Regions from separate parts of the Rattus norvegicus genome. Here region 1 is linked to region 2. A link is a contact called in public Hi-C data. All regions are on one chromosome and are shown on one strand. Each heading gives the region's core, a stretch centred on a gene start, on an enhancer-like site or on the middle of the called end of the contact. The rest is flanking DNA. Distances are from core to core; before and after follow the strand shown.

The links. Hi-C and Micro-C count contacts between places; a contact is called where the count stands out from the background.
Region 1: a contact with region 2 is called in a Hi-C map of mammary epithelial cells, with 3 times the contacts expected there. The contact joins two enhancer-like sites. A contact is called at or near these places in 10 of 12 Hi-C or Micro-C datasets (the A7r5 cell line, the Rat2 cell line, Schwann cells and 6 more) and 1 of 1 datasets of contacts at active chromatin or transcription factors (oligodendrocytes).

What each region holds. Positions count from the first base shown.
Region 1 is chr18:53,213,973-53,217,568 of GRCr8, forward strand. No RefSeq gene overlaps it. Among named protein-coding and RNA genes, the nearest start is that of Ctxn3, 86 kb to the left of the region's middle. Within about 2 kb of position 1,434, at least 15 of the 93 cell types and tissues checked have an H3K27ac peak or open chromatin away from gene starts, as enhancers often do.
Region 2 is chr18:53,058,758-53,062,433 of GRCr8, forward strand. The region is part of intron 3 of LOC100910150; the gene reads left to right. Among named protein-coding and RNA genes, the nearest start is that of Prrc1, 50 kb to the left of the region's middle. Within about 2 kb of position 1,819, at least 39 of the 93 cell types and tissues checked have an H3K27ac peak or open chromatin away from gene starts, as enhancers often do.

The sequences.
Region 1 (3,596 bases), core at 184-2,683, 150 kb after region 2:
TCTGTCCGTGTCATGGGCATGGTACATGGAAAGCATTGCTCAAAGAAACCATTGTCAAGACTCAGTATGGAGGACAGTCGCTTTTATACAACCATCTTCAAGCTGCCGAGCTCCCTATCAGTCAACAGCTATTTATTTGGCTTCAATCACAGGCTCAGTAAAGTCCTAGGTGACCGCTGTGCACACAAACCGGACTAGCAGTAGTCAAGTCTATTATATTAGTGACCTTGAACCAGCTCTCCAAGTTTGAAGAAGTTTAATGGCTGACACAGATGAGTTAAGTCATCTAAGGACACAGAAATAAAGGCACTAAGAGCCAACGATAGGATACAGAGAATGAGCTGGGATAGACTAGAGAATTTAAGGAGAACAAACAAAACAGGGAAAGTCATATGTTTTCCTATAAACTCTCATGTGAGAAACTTCTACAGTTAAAAACAAGTTTATGCTTACATTGTATATGCTTGTTTCATAAATAAGCTATTAATCTAAATACAAGTTCACCTAGTTTGGCATTTTTACTGTAATTAAAGAATATGTGTATGGTTAAAATTATTTACTAGTTTTTTAGTTTGATCACCTGAACTACATGTCCAGAGATTGACTTGACATTTATGTTGAAACATTTAAGAGACCTAAAGTTAAAAATTACAAATAGGAGTTATTGAGTTATTAGAATTTATCCTTTGAGAAATCAGTCTTATTTAAACACAATATTATCACTTGTACTTTGCATTGTGATGTCATATAACCATATTCTTCTTAAAAACTCATTTCCAAGCTTGCTTATAATAAACTTTGATGCATTCATCCCCTCTGTTAGCCTCCTTCTCCCTCCAGTCCTCCTTTCCCTTTCAGATCCTAATGTCCCCCTTATATTCAAGTCTCCCTTCTTTCCTCCATGCACAGGATAAAATATGCTGCACTTTGTGAGACTGACTTATATGACAAGCCACAATGATCTCCAGTTCCATCCATTTTCCCGTTTATGGCATATCGTTCTTCTTTATGGCTAAATAAAACTCCACTGTGTATATTTGCCACATTTCCTTTGTCCATTCATCAGTGGGCAGCGAGGCTGACTCTAGCTTGGCTATTGTGAGCATCATTGCGATAAACATAGATGTGTAGGCATCTCTGAGGGATGCTGACCTGGACTCCTTTGGGTACAATAACCAAGAATGGTATAGGTGGGTGGAATGATAGTTCTGGCTTTGTTTTCTTGAGGACCCCACAATGCTGACTTTCACAGTGTCTACACTCATTCACATTCCTCTCTGTAGTGTGCAAGTGTACCCTTTGATGGAATTCTCACATTTTTGTTTCCAGGCAACAAACTGTTAATTAGTATAATTTACCCGTCAATTGTTTTTTAGTGTATGTGCTGCTGAAGCGAGCATGCCTGTCAATTTTTTAACCCTCGAGAGTGTTCATTGTTATGAGGAACACAAGTATGCAGTGTCTGCATTCTCATGAGTCAAACTCATCCCAGTTCTTCCCTTCCCGTCCTACAAAATGAACAATGACCGACTGTATTTTGCCTTCTTAGGTCTTCTGGAACTTGGGGTACCCCTCCAGTCAAATCTTCATGTTGTGCTTACTTCTAAATTTATTCTTAAGTTTTATTTTTTTCATTTGGTTAATGAAATTGCTTCTTACTGAGAAGTTTGCCTTTGTATAAGCTTTTTCTCTTAGTCAGTGAAGGGAGCCACTGGGATGCTTAAGAAAATAGGGGAGAACAGCTTGTGCCTGGGCGCATGCGCAGGTGCAGACCCTGCATTTTACAGTTTCCTGGGGCTTTGCTGCCCCTGGACTGTAGGATGAGTCCCTCATACTGTCTTCATGAAAGCCCTTTGCTTCCAGTCTTCAGTAGCAGTCTCTTTGGCTTCGCTTTACATCACAGAGCGTCTCTGTCTTACACATTTAAACTTCTTGGTTGGGGAAGTTCGGGTGTTTGGAGGAAAAGAACTAAGAAATGGATTAACCGATCTTGACACAGATTTTTAAAACTTTTCTCTTGATATCCAACTCCAGGCAAGATGATTCTCCCCGGCAATGGAGCCAGCTCCACATACTTCTGTGTGATAGTTTGGCCTCTTGATGATTTTCCATTTCTGAAAAAAAAATGTCCTGCAGCACGGGTTTATTCCTAAGTATGAATATCCAGGGACCGCCTTCGAGGCTGCTTTTTTGAGAACATTTGAGCCCACTAAAGTATCATTATTATACATATACGTATACACTTGTAAGTACACCCTGCTGAGATCACTCAGTGTTGCTCATGCGTATTTAGGGCTGATCTCTTGGGATTGGTGAATCTTTGGGGGCAGGGGTTATCCTTGAAGAAGACTTGAGACCCTACCTCACAGTAGCCATTGATTGCCTGTAGTTCTTCTATGAATAAAACCTCTCAAGAATCCCTCACCTACTCTGCTATGTCAATTGGTGGTGTCATTTTTCAGGTTTTGCTTAATCAACCATATGGTTGCGATTTTGATACGACTCCTCTATCGTTCCTAGAAAACACTGTCTCAGTGCTCGAACTCTTAAAATTTTTCTACTCCTCTTCTGGGATGTTTTCCTGAGATTTAAGTTTAGGGCTTTTTGTGTAAAATGTATCAGTTGGGGCTCGACATCACACAAGTGTTTTCTGTTTTTTGACAAGTTGTGACTCTACTCTTAAAATTACTGAATCACTCTGGTGTAAGGAGGACTTTGGGCTCCACATTGCCTTTACCAACACTGTTCTAGGCCTAAGATATTCATTCATCCCCTACAGGCAAACTTTGGAGGGAGCTACGCAGCTCTACAGGGCACACTTTGCTCTAGAAGCCAAATCTCTTGTGTCCTCGAAACCTCCCTCTGTCCTTTATCCTATGGTGGTCCATTGATTTCAGTGGCGGAGGCCCAGGATTCTGCATATAGACAAACTGAATGGTTTTGTTTTAAATGGCTGGTTCCTCTTACCACCAGATGGCACTCTAGTATTACCAGGGAATGCACGTGCTAAACCGGTGGTTTCATAAACCAGAGGAGAAAAACAAACCTGTTGGAGTATATAGGACCACAATTTTCTTTGTAGGGTTGATCAGAAACATCTGCCCAGCAGGAGCATCAGCAAGAAAACAATACACACCCAAGGAGATCATAACGCTTGCTCTGATTGGAACCTTTCTGCTGTAAGTTTTCAAACTGATTGTGAATTGTGGTTGCCACATTAATGGAAGAATACTTAGGGCATTCTCAAGATTCAGTGTCCCGTCTGTAACTTATTGAGGCCCAATTCTCTATTCATCCCATAGCTTGTAGAATGTAACTTTAGAGTAATTTTAAGCAGTTTATTTCTGCTGGCTTAAGTCTTCTAGGTAGGCTGTGTGGGAAGAGCGATGTCATTCTTAACTACGGCTGTCTTTGCTCAGGTGTCTCTCAGAACAGACAGGTGAAGATCAAAGGGTGCATGAGTCTCTGAATTCACATGACCTTCCTGAAGGATGAATGTTCAACACATAGCATACAGGTGACACCTCCCATCAGGATGTGAAACTTTGATCGTAACCTCTTGAAGAACAAAAGTTGCAAATTAACCAAATTCTAAC
Region 2 (3,676 bases), core at 569-3,068:
AGCATGCCAAGATTCTTTTTCAGATTAAGTCAATGGAAGGAATGAGTAAATACTTGGAAAACCCTTGTCTCAGAAGTGGGTGCTTAATAAATGTTACTTTCCTTTCCCTTTTTTCCCCTTTTTTCCCTTTTTTCCCCTTTTTTCCCCTTTTTCCCCTTTGATTCAAGAACAAGAGATGAAATAAAACGAAGGCAGGCAAAAGCAACATAGAATGCGGGAAGTGAGAAAAATAGAAAATAATGAAGTAAAAGAAGAAAACTCCCCAAGAGAAGTTGTGCCAGTGGAGGGGGAGTGGCTTCTGGATATTTACATAGTAGCCACTTCAAAGGACTTCAGTTTTCCATAGTATCTTTTACAGGGAGTGAGGTCCAGCACTGTGGGAGGGACCTGAGTACACTTTTTAGCCAATTCTCTAGATAAAACAATGACCTATCTTAAAGAAGTAGAAGCTCTGATGAATTTGACATTTCCTCCTGTGCTGGTTTCCTGTCTCCCGGTGTTTGTTTAATAGGATGAAAACATATCTTTAGCAGCAGTTGTGAGATGTTCTTTTAAAGCAAGACTGTCAACGGACAGTTGGACCATGGGCTTCTCTGGAACCCTGAAGGAATGAATAGGACTCTTTATAGGCTCAGTCCTAATCCTCAGTTAGCCTAGGCTGATTTGCTGTTTTTCTGAAGCCATAGACAAGTAGGTTTTGATTACACACACATATAAGTAGATATGAATTCCTTTTCAGGACAAAGGGCACCGGGGGATAATGAACTTCACTTTTCACATACTAGGCTCCTAGATGCTTGGGACTTTAATAGCTACCTGGAAGCATGGGCTCCAATGCCTACTGTGCGGATAGAGGGTCTGGTAAAGAAAGCCTCATGGTCGGTAGGTGGCAGGGACCCTTGGACAGAAGGATTTCTGGAACAAGACTATACCACTGAAAAGATTTGATAAATCTCATCAATGTATCTGCATTTTATTTTTTCTGAGTCTTGTGTTAGTTTTTTCTTGTTTTAGCCACTTCTATTTTTGGGGCATGAGTGTTTTTTGTTTTTTGTTTTTTGTTTCTTTTTGGCCTGGAAATACCAACAGCTGGGTTATCAGATACATGGCATTACTACTACTACTACTACTACTACTACTAATCACCATTGATAAGATTGTATTATAAATGAGATCAATTGGGTCCATTCCAGTTGGAGATACATTTTCTTTTTATCTCATAAACAAAACCTGTACTTAACTGTCTCACAGACTCAGTACTTAGAAAGCTGACTTGGCAAAGGTTAGCAAGCTGGCAGAGCTAATGAGAAGTCACTGAACTCTATGCCCCCCACCCCACCCACACACACTCCAGGCAGTCTTTGGGCTGTCCTAATGATGGTGATGAGGAGGTCAAGGCTACAGCATCCCTCCAAACGACTCAGGAAGACTATTGCTTAGCCATGGGTACCAACTCTAGGACCAGGGAATTAACTGTCTACTGCTCAGAGTGGCTCATAGGAGAGCCCTGCACATTTGTCCTTTGTTCCACCCCAGCTCCAAGACACAAAGGGAGCTCTGTTCTTTGTTAGTCGGCCCCTATGGAGATTTCTGCTCCCTTCCCTTCCTAAGACCATTCCTGTGACCGGAAGGTGCTGAAAGAAACACATTTCAAGTAGTAAAAACAAGTGTCCAGGAAGGAGCTTTCAACAGCTTATAACAAACGAGGGACTCATGTTTCTCCACCTGGATCTGGAATGGACTGGAGAGAAACAGCAGAGAGCTGCGAGCAGCTGTCAGCAGGAGCCCTGGACTCAGCCACCCTGCTCTTAGCAGCACCAGTTGGCTGCTGAGTGACCACTATTTGACTTTTTTTTTTGTCCCTATATGTCCCTTCCTCCCCTTCCCCCTCCCCCACTTCCTTCCCTCCCTTTCTTTTTCTCTTTTCAGTTTTTGCTTTTCACATGGGATCTCACGTAGCCCCCGGCTGGCCTTCAATGTACCACATAGGTGAGGATTCCCTTGAGCTTCTGGTCCTTCTGCCTGTACCCCCTTGAATGTTGAGGTTACAGCTGTGTGCCACCAAGCCCAGTTTATTCAGTGCTGGGGACCAGACCCAGAACTTTGTTAGTGCTAGGGAAGTGCTCTCCCAACCAAGCTATATCCCCAGTCTCCATTCTTTTCTTCTCTTGAAACGATTTTAGAAAGGGTCTTGCTATGGAGACCGTGTTGGCTCCAGCCATGATTCCTCCCCTCCATGTTCAGCCTCCCTAGTGCTGTGATCCCCACAACACCTGGCTAGCTTTCTTTTCTTGTCTTTCTTCCCCCTACTCTGCTCAGAATTCCTACTCCTGCTATTGTGACTCCAGTTTCCATCTCTCTGCTCAGCAAATCCCCTTTAATTCTACCTGAATGTGTGTTTGCTTCTTTGTATCATGGCTATGGGTGCAACAATAGCTATAGGGTTCTTGAGAGGGTTCTGCGATCCCTTTACCTCAGTATGTCTCCCGTCAGCCTCTGAGGTTACAGTGTATTCATCAGGATAGGCTGACTTTTGCACCGGAGCAATTTCAGAGTTGCTGTGAGACTGTCATTTTGCTTTCTCATTCAGGAATGCTCCCTTGGGAAACTTACGGATGCAGGTATTCAAGAACCTTTCACAACATGGTTGAAACGTCTCAGTTGTGGTGGCTTCGACGAGAATGGTTCCCATAGGCTTATATATTTGAATGCTTGGTCTGTAGTTAGTGCAACTCTTTGGCAAGGGTTAGGAGGTATGGCCTTTTTGGAAGAGATGTGTCATTGAGGGTCAGCTTTGAGGTTTCAAAAGTCCACCACAGGTCCTCTCACGTCTCTCCCTCTCTCCCTCCCTCTGCCTGCCTAACTGCCTACCTCACTACCACTACTCTTCCTACTATGATGAAATCAGCTAACTCTCTGAAGCTGTAGGAAAGCCCTCAGATAAATACAATTCTTTTATAAGACTTACCTTGGTCATAGTGTCTCTTCATAGCAATGGAACAATGACTAAGACATCAACTTTTGGTAGAGAGGACGTAGATGACTACTTTGATGTTCTAAGGTGGAGCCTATGACTGGTATCACAACACTTTGTGATACAGGGTCCCTCCTAGTTGCAAGGGAACCAGAAAATATGTTCGAGATAGAAACAAAATTGTGCGGTGTAGCATTGTCTGTACTATATGTTGGCCTTATCATCACTGCAAACATTCTGTCATTGGCTAGCCAACAAATACAACTCTAGAACTACACTTTCAACTTTGGACTCTACCTTTTCTGTCTACGAATGAGGATAGTAATCCCCTCTACTACCTTTTACAGACTTTGCTGTAGTGGTAAAAATAAAAACAAAATGCACCAACTTATGCTATTTCCAACACCGTAGGGCCATGTGACATCTGTGGGGTATTTTCATCTCGATCCGCAAAATGTCTCCAACCAATCTTGCTGCCATGGTTAGCCCCAGAAGCGAACGCCCTTCTAGTTCCCACAGCACGGGTTGCCACCACATCAGTCCCACACAGAAACCACCTATCTCTTGGCTCTCTGGTGTTCACATTCCCTGTATCCGCCTCCTGTGGTTATAGTCACAACTCCAGTAACCCGTTAGAATCAAAACTTAATAAGCTTGTAATTTATTGTTTTTATTATTCACTTTGCTCCCATGATCACTACA